Regions from separate parts of the Capra hircus genome. Here region 2 is linked to region 1. The links are chromatin contacts, called in public Hi-C maps. All regions are on one chromosome and are shown on one strand. Each heading gives the region's core, a stretch centred on a gene start, on an enhancer-like site or on the middle of the called end of the contact. The rest is flanking DNA. Distances are from core to core; before and after follow the strand shown.

Region 1 (4,542 bases), core at 546-3,045:
CCTTATCTGTATCACTGGCTAATGAGAGTACCCAGCCCCTGGGCAAAGGCCCAGTGTAGGCCTGGCAGGGCTGGCAGACTCAGGTGAGACTCCCCCGGTCCCAAGTCCCTCCTCCAAGACTGCTTCCTCGGTGGAAGGCTGAGGACTTGCTCCCAAGCCAGGGCTGGATGGCCCTTTGCTTTTGATCTGGGGCCTGTTTGCAGAGACGCTGGGTTCCAAGAGGAAGGCACGCAGGTAGGGGCCCCAGAGGGGTGCCGGCCCTGAAGCCCTCCTCTGTCCATCCCTGGGAGAGGAGAGGCTGCGGTGTGCAGAGCCCTGAGACTGCGGTCTGGTTGTTGAGGGGTGGGCAGGGGAGGGACTTCGCAGCCCACCCCTCTTCCTGCTACGGAAAATCTGCTCCTCCAGGCCTCCTGGCTGCTGTTATATAAACATCTCTGCTGCCTCCAGGCGCCTCCTCTCCCGGGCACTGACCCCGAGAGAAGTTACCCCAGGCTCTGAGAAGTGCCATGCCGTCAGCCTCCTGGAGGAGGCAGGCCAGGGAGGCTCCAGAAGCAGCTGGACAAGCTGTTCCTCCTGGTGCTCACAACTGCATCCCAGCTGCCCCCAGGTGCCCTGCAACAGGTGTACCAAGGAGGTTGGGCTGGTGCAACCTGCCCATCAGCAGGCAAACCCCACTCTGCCCACCTCTCTGGGCCTCCCTGGCAAGGGCGGCTTCTCAGCCAGCCTCTGGGATTTCTACAGTCCTGAGGGTTCTCCTGACAGGGAACCGCACGCTGGCTTACTGCCCTGTGTTGAGAGGGGGTGCTGTTCTGTACCCAGTGCGAGGCTGTAAACCAGCTTAGCAGGGACAATGGCAGGCATTTTGGACGCCCAGCACTTAACCTGGGCTGGCACAGGATGCCCAAATCTGGCGTTATGGTGCAGAAATAAGTCACCCGGAAGGAGCACGGGGGAGGGTCCAGGGCTGCCGGACCCACAGCGTGCTTCGCGGGCCACCTTAGGCTGGAGGCGCGGAAGAAGGGGTAGGACGGTGACCAAGGAGCGTCCGGAGGCGGTCCCTCCTGGGGGAGCTGGTGCTTAATCTTTCTGGCCGGGCGCTGGCCCCAGGCTATTTCCTTGGGGGTACCCAGGGTCCCTTTGGTAGAGGCTGCAGCCGCGGCACCACCATCTTTCAGGGTCAAATGGCCCAGTCTTCACAGCCACGGAGGTGGGGGCAGGTCTAGGCTGGAACTTTCAGAGGTTTTAAGTTGCTACCAGGGGGGCTCCTAGGATTAGGGCCCCAGGCCAGGGGTAACGCAGGGCTGCCGATGGAGCGACTTCTCCCAGAGCCTCTGCCCCAGGGACCCCCACACTCGCCTGCCCAGCCCAGCTCCTCTCGGGGACAGGCCTGTCAAAGGCGCCCCTTTCCTCGCTCCGCCTGCGCCTCCTCCGCTATTGAGATGTAAATCTTTGCCAATTGTCGCCGAGCGCGGCGGGAGCCCACAGCCGGATCCTTCCGCAACCCCGGAGCAAACTTTGGGTCTCCGAAAACTTTCGAACGAGAAGTAGTCCCTTAGGGCATGGGCCCCGACCCCGCTCCGCACGGCCGCGACCCCCACCCCCGTAGGACCCGGGCTCGGGACCCCGCGCCCCAGCCTGAGGAGGCGCGCGGCTGGTCGAGGAGAGCAGAGGGGCGCGGCCAGCAAGGGGGCGCGGGGTGCGGAGGGATCGGCGGGGGCGGGCCCCGGGGGCGGGGCCGGCGGGGCGGGGGCGGAGCGCGCGGCGGCCGGGCGCCTCACTAGTGCCTCGGCCACGGGAGGGAGCGCACGGGCCCCGGGATCGGGGCGCGGGCCGCGGGCGCAGCGTAGGAACGATCGCGGGCGCGGAACCGGGCCGGGGAGGCCGCGAGAGCCCAGGGACGCTCTCCAGCCGGAAGGAGAGGGCAGTAGCGGGCCGTCACCGCCCCTGGGACAGTCCCTCTGCGCTCGGGTGTGCCGGAGCCCCCGCCGGCCGGGCGCAGGAGGCCGCCCCCGGGCGCAGCGGGCAGCCGGTGGGCAGGCATGCCGCCGCTCCTGGCGCCCCTGCTCTGCCTGGCGCTGCTGCCCGCGCTGGCCGCACGAGGTAGGCGACTGCCCGCCGCGAGCCCGCAACTTTCCGCGCCTTCGGAAACTTTTGGCGGCGCCCTAGGCTCCAGTCCCCGGGTGCCTGGGAGCTGGCGGCCAGGGTGGGGAGGGGGACCGGGCGACCCGGGGCGGGGTAGGAGCCAGAGTCCCGGGCTCGGGGAGAAGGACTGACCCTCCCCCGCTCCGTTTGCCGGATCGGGACGGACTTGGCGGTGCTCGCGCCTGGAACCGAGTTTGGCGCCGGGTTTGAAGTCGGCTTTGAAGCCGGGCGTGGGCATCTGGGGGCCTGGGAGACCTAGCTCTGGGCTCGCCTTTCACCAGCCGCGCGTGGGCTCGCTCCCGGGGCGGGCGGACGAGCTGCCTACTACTTTTCGATTTGAATCGAGTCGGTTTTGGTTTCCTGTTGCTTTGGGGCCATTTATCTTTTTTCTTCGCCTCTTGCCCGCGCCGAGGGCGGATGTTGGGGCGCGGAGCCTGGGGTCCAGGGTGCCGCGATCGTCTTTACTGAACCGCACTGCGGGACCTGGCTGCCCAGCGTGTTGGGCAGAGGGGAGCAGGGTGGGCCAGGCGGCCCAGCCCCGCCTCCCTTCGGAGTAGAAGAGTTCGCGCAGGACCCGGGCGAGGGCCCCAGACCCAGGTGTCCCCCGGCTCCTGGCCACCCTGCCCGCGGTGTCCCCTCCCCACACCGGGTCGCTACCCCTATCCTGGCTCACAGTTTGGGGCGGGGTGGGGGTCTTGTGTGCAGAAGATTCCGCTGCTACTGATGAACTTTCGCTTTGTGGAGTTCACGTTTGGAAACCTTGCAAGGGTTGCCAGGGCGGTCATTCCTCTCCGCTTCCCGTGGAGAGGAGCTCCGAGGAATCGGATGGTGATTAATGCTTCTCTTCCCCTAAAAGTTGGAGGGAGAGCTAGTTCCCTGCTTCCTGAAGATGGGGTTCCATGTCACACCCCGTCCCCACCCCCCCAGAGGGGGCTTAATTTACATAGCCTTGGTAAGAAGGGGGGGCGGGGGGGCGTGGATTAATTGATCCCTTCCCGGGAATGAAGTCAAATTCCTTCCAAATGGAGCATCTTCACCCTCGCCCCCAGCCCCTGGCTGTGTGTGGCAGGGGAGGCTGCCACTGAAGATGCCCACCCTGGGGAGCCGGTGTTGGGTGTCAGTGGAGGCGTGGCCAGGTCCCTGGGGTGCAGTCCTGGTGCCCCAGGAGGCGGCCCTGGCGCGACAATGGGCTGCTCTGATTCCTCCGCCTGGCGCTTTGTTGGCGGGCGGGGCAGCGGCCCTTGCAGCTGTCGCATTTTCCCACGAGCGGGGGAGCTGAGTGTGGCCAGCACCACCCCCCCCCAGCGCCACCCCTTGGAAGAACTTGTTTGAACAGCAAGACAATCTTGGTGCTTGGATAGGGGCCCCAGCCCAGCCAAGGTCCCCGGTGAAGCCGGGGTGAGGGGTGAGAAGTTTGGGAGACTGGCCCAGGGTCATCCCAGCGTTTCTTCCCTGCTGTCTACAATGCATTTCAGGTCACTCCTCCCCACCCCTCTACCTACTTTGAGCATGACCTCTCCACCTGCCACCCAGCCAGTCTATTCCTCCCCGTCCCATCTCTGATCCCAGAACTGTGGGCAGAATGTTGAGCCCCCTTAGGGTTCATGCAGGGCTTCCTGGGGGCCCCCTGCACCCAGTAACCCCATGACAGGAGGTGAAGGGTAGGCAGTGCCCCTGGGGGTGCTGGCCAGGCTGACCTCTCCTCTTGCCCCTCCCCAGGCCTGCGCTGCTCCCAGCCCGGTGAGACCTGCTTGAACGGCGGGAAGTGTGAAGTGTTCCCCAACGGCACCGAGGCCTGCATGTGAGTATGGGCCCCCGCGCCCCTGCAGGGACCTGTTGCTTTGTCAGAGCGGAGCCCCTGCCTTCTGCAGCGGGCCAGCGGGGGCAGAACACTAGGCCATTGTCTTCTGGAGATGGCCCAGAAGGCTGGGCGCGGTCACGTGCTGGTTTTATTGGACAAAGTCTGGCAATTACTTAATCACCAGCAATTACGCTGCGTGTGGAGCCCAGCCTGGCCGCTGGGGGTTCAAGCACTCCTTTGAGGACCACCTCAGACTCCTGGGGTGCTAGGTGGGCATCCCTGCTCCCCCATTTCTTCCCAAAGTCCCTGAGACCTGCAGGGAGGCTCCAGAGCGTCTGCAGGGAGGCCAGGCCCTCCCCACCCTGCCAGCTGAGGGGAGTGCCTCTGCTGGGGGCAGGTGATGCTTGCTCCAGGCAGGTGAGCGCCTCCTGAACAGGAGGTGCCTCTCAGCGAGAAGCTGACTAGTTCAAAAGCACACCCACCCTTTGCCACCCTCTGCCTTCCCTGGCCTCAGGTGAGGTTGGGGAAAGGAGGTTGGAACTCATCGTGGTGGCCGTGCCCGTCTCCGCAGGGGTATGGGTGGGAGTTCCTGCCAGGAG
Region 2 (4,302 bases), core at 11-2,510, 64 kb before region 1:
CACACCACCCCTCAACCCCAAAGCTGCCCCACCTCCTTGAAGGTACCCCCAGCCCCACAGGAGGGAGTTGTTGTCGGAGTTAGGCTGAGGTCAGTCTCCAGCAAGTGGCTGGACTGAGCTGTGGGTCAGACTGACTCAGATCCTGCGTTTGGGAATCGCTGACCCTGTGTTGCCGTGTTCCTCGTCCACAAAGCGGGGTGGGCGTGTCCCTCCTCCCAGGGCTGGAAGACGAGGTGGTGGAGGCGACATGGGTCCCACCAGGCTGACCAGGCCTCCCAGCCCGCCTGTGCCCCCCGGGTGCCTCCAGGCCGGCACTCAGCTCTCGCTCCCGCCTCCGCGGTAGCTTCTCTGCACCCCTTTGGAGGCAGGACAGGAGGGAACACGATCTTCAGCAGAATGGATCGTCCCCTTCCTCATCCTTGCGGTTGGCCTCTGCTAACGCAACCCAGGGAGGTCCCGGTGTGGAGCTGAGGATGCAAAGGGGTGGGCAGAGCTGGGGTTTGAGATCAGCAGACGTGAGGCTGGTCTGTTTGGAGCCGGTCAGTCACGCCTGCGTCAGAAGCCCGTCTCCCTGGGATCAGGGGTCAGTCCGCGCCTGGGTCAGGGCTCCAGTCTATACCCGGCAACAGAGATCAGTCTACGACCTGGGTCAGGACTGAGTTTGGGTTGGGGTCAGGGCATGGTCTGGGGTTGAGACTTGTTACTGGGGTCAGAAGCTGGTCTGCCGCTGGATTCGGGGTTTGGGGCTCGGGGTATGACTGCGCCCGGGGCTCGGCCAGCCAGGGCCGCGGCTCCGTCTCCACGGCTCCATCTCCACGGCCGCGTCTGCCCCCAGGGGCTCGTCTGCTCCCCAGCAGTTGAACTCTGCTTCCTCTTTGGATCAGACTGGCCTTGGCTGGCACCCAGCTGCTGATTCCCGGGGGAAGAGGCCCTGTTCCCGCCAGTCACATTCCCATGCCTGCCCGGGAGATTGCCAGAGAGCGGCTGGGTGTCGAGGGGCTGCCTCCTGGGGGACTGGACTCTCACCCTCCCCAGCCTCCGACAGCAGCCCGTGACTCACGGGAGGCGCTCATCTGCTGGGGGCCCTTCCTAACAGCCCAGCACCCCAGGCTCTCCTTCCTGCCCAGCGAGAGGCCTGCAGACTAAGGCCAGGCAGGCCTGGCGCTTCCCAGGGCCCAGCGTGACTCGTGAACCAAGGGCCTCACCCGCCCTGGCCTCGGGTTCCCTATGTGACAACAGAAGAGAGGAGGGGTCTGTCCAGGTCGCCCCCTCCAGCCTGTCCCATGTCCCACTCCACTCCCCACCCCCACCCTGCTGCAGAGAATCGGAAAGGCCGGGGACGCGTGCAGTCCTGGGCACCGCCCTCCTCGGGGTCCCTGCTAGCGCGCACGGCTCGTGCCCAGAGAACCCTATTGTCTTTCAAGCCACAGGCCTGCTTCAGGACCTGTGGGCTGAGGAGACCCGGGGGCCAGCCTGCCCTCAAGTGAGACGGATATGCTCAGGGGTCAGGGCCTGGCACCCGAGGATTAGGCCCTGAAGGGACTCGAGGGGAACCCTCCTCCCCACTCTCAGCCAGAGAGTGAGCCCCTCCAATTCTGGCCAGAGAGACCCGAGATCTTGTCCCAGGGTTGAGCGAGGTCTGGGAATCGGGGGCCCCATGCCTCTGTCCCCCCAGCCCATCGGCTTCAGGGGCCCTTAGGAACTTCTGACCTGCTGCCCCAAAGGCACAGCCTCGGCGCTGCAGGGCCCGAGATCCCACAGTGGGGACCTCCTATTGGAGCCTCCCGGGGGCCCTGGGGTAGCTGTCCCGTCACCCTACTCTGCAGAGGGGAAAAGTGAGGTCACACGCCGACCTTGCCCCGGGCTCCGACAAGGCGCTGAGCGCCATGCGTGCACACAGGTGTCCCAGCTCACTTCTTTGGATGAGCTGGATCCCCAGCCTCAAAGCGGGGGAAACAGGACGAGAGGGGCAGGGCCTTGGCCCCCGGGCCTGGGTCCCACTCGAAGAAGGGTGGGAACCTGCCTCCTGCTGCCCACCCATGCTCTCCGCCTCCCCCCCCAGTGGGGGTGGGTGGGTGCCAAGGTGGGTAGACGGGCTGGGACACGTGCCAGGCGTGGGCTGGGCCTCCCGCAGCTGCTCAGCCGGTGTTGCAACCCGGCGTCCCCCCCTCCAGGCCATGTCTTGACTTGCAGTGGCCCCTGCCTCCAGGCCCAGAGGAAGGCCTCGCCCACCTTCCTGGGATCGGGGTGACAAGTCCCAGCATGGCAGGGTCTGCTGTGCCAGCTCCGAGCGTGAGAAAACGCTGAGCTGAGGAGGAAGGTGTGGCAGGTGGGAGTGTGAGTACCAGCTGGTGTCCACCCTCCTGGCGCCCAAGAGGAGGCCAGGCCAGCCCTGGCCGCTTCCCTGGCCCTTCCCAGACTGGCCTGGAGGCCATGCCCAGCTCGGTCCCCTCCAGCATGCACCCCCTGCTGCAGCTCTCTCCACCCCATCGACTCTGCCCCCCAAAGCAGAGCGCAGCTGCACGCAGCTGGTGACCACGATTGTCTCCAGCAGGAGGTTCAGCAGGGCAGTCGGGCCATGTGGCCAGCGGGGGTCTGTAGAGGCGGGCTGTCAGAGCGCATCCCTCTCAGCAGGGTCGCCGAAATCCGAGCTATTCTGGCCCTTGGGGACCGGTGTGGAGGCCTGAGAGGCTGCTGCTCCCCAATGTGGGGGAGCATAGGGGAGCCCCAAACCCCAGAGGGCCCTTGAGCCCTCTGGCTCATAGAAACCTGGTGTCTGGGTCCCTGGTTCACTGGAAAGAAGCAGGGAAGAAGACAGTGGGGGCCCAGAGCCAGGGGGATGTGGGCGGGCGCCTCCCTGAACCCTGACTCCCAAGGGGGTGTGAGCCAGCGGGGGGCAGCGCGGCTGTCCTTGGAGCCGCCAGCTGCAGTGGGCCCTGCCCAGGCATGTGCCGCCCTCGGCACCCGGAGCTGCCTCGGTGGGGATGGGCTGGGGGAGAAGGGACTGCCCAGCGCCGTCAGTGGGCCTGGGGCCCCCAGTGAGCCTCCGGAGTCACCTGGGCTTCAGATGTCTCGAGGGCCTGGCCAGGCCCCACAAAGGCCCATCGTGACCCCCTCAAGGCTAAGGGAGATACAGGCTCTTCTCAGGAGCCCTGGGGGAGGCCCTTGAATTCCAGCGCTACTTGGAGTGGGCGGCGGGCAGCGGGCGGCCATAAGAGCAGAAGCGCAGTGGGGAGGGACACTGAGCTCGCTGGCCCTGGCTCTGGACTGTGCCCCTGATCAGAGGCTCCCTGGACCCTATGTCCCCTACCTCCCAGCTCCACTCTTGGCCCCAGTCCTTGGTCCTCTCCCCAGCAAAACCTGACGTTCAGGCCCCTCTCGCCCCCCTGCCCTCTCCAAACGTCCGTGGGGTTGCAGAGTGACAGAGCCTGCAGACTACGAGGCCAGGACATGGGGAGGGAAAGATGTCTCAGGGACCAGGAGGTGGCAGCACGGGGTGACTGAGGTGCCGACAGGGACAGCAGAGGCAACAGGAGCACGGAGCTCATGGCGGAGCTGAGACTCAGGCTGAGAGCCGTGGAGGGGCGTGGCGGGGGCAGAGCAGTCAAGCTTCATCCCTTGGGGTGGGGAGTGGGGGGCACGTTGCTCCAGGTCTAAGCCGGGTCTTAAGGAGGGGCTCTGATTCGAGGTTTAGAAAGATGCTTGGTGTAGGCAGGGCCGCTGCCCTGATGGCTTCTGGCCCCTTGCGCAGTGCCCAACCTGCACACCCATGTAGGGCGGCCCTGCAGGCTTCAGTGTGGAGAGCAGCCAGAGGACCCTGGGCCTCATGCAGAGAGGGGACTGCCTGCCTCCAGGAGGCTTCTGGCTGCCGGGCCAATCCCCCTCCCCCACTAAACCCACTGTGAGGGCCCTGCTCCAGCAGCTCCACGGGGAGGAGGCCCACGGCTTGTTTATCCCTCGTCCCTGCAGCTCCTTCGACATCTGCTGGGGAGGAAGGAAGGCCCCTGTCACCAGCCCCACCTGCAGGGGCCACTGCTGGGAACAGGGAGCCAGGGTATCAGGTCGCCTGCCCACCTGCCCACCTGCCCTGGCCTGCCCCACCCCCACCACCCAAGAGGAGCAGCGGGCTGGGGGGACGGAGGCTGGGCTTGAGGCTGGAGGGTCCTGGGGTGTCCAGTGCCCCCTCCCCGGGCAGACCTGCTGCTTCTGCCCAGCTCTGATCACTCAGGTCCTGGAGAAGTCCCCTGAGGCCCGGACATGCCCGCCTAGCATCCCACACCATCCCAAGGTGTTCAGGGTCCC

Evidence for each region. Hi-C and Micro-C count contacts between places; a contact is called where the count stands out from the background.
Region 2: a contact with region 1 is called in a Hi-C map of blood, with 5 times the contacts expected there. The contact joins the enhancer-like site here to the promoter of NOTCH1 in region 1. A contact is called at or near these places in 2 of 5 Hi-C or Micro-C datasets (both in blood).

Annotation. Positions count from the first base shown.
Region 1 is chr11:103,392,975-103,397,516 of ARS1.2, reverse strand. It overlaps NOTCH1 (neurogenic locus notch homolog protein 1), which reads left to right and starts at 1,795. Exons shown (of 35, transcript XM_018056124.1): 1 at 1,795-2,100; 2 at 3,862-3,943. The coding sequence starts at 2,040.
Region 2 is chr11:103,456,584-103,460,885 of ARS1.2, reverse strand. No RefSeq gene overlaps it. Among named protein-coding and RNA genes, the nearest start is that of EGFL7, 35 kb to the left of the region's middle. Within about 2 kb of position 1,260, at least 2 of the 5 cell types and tissues checked have an H3K27ac peak or open chromatin away from gene starts, as enhancers often do.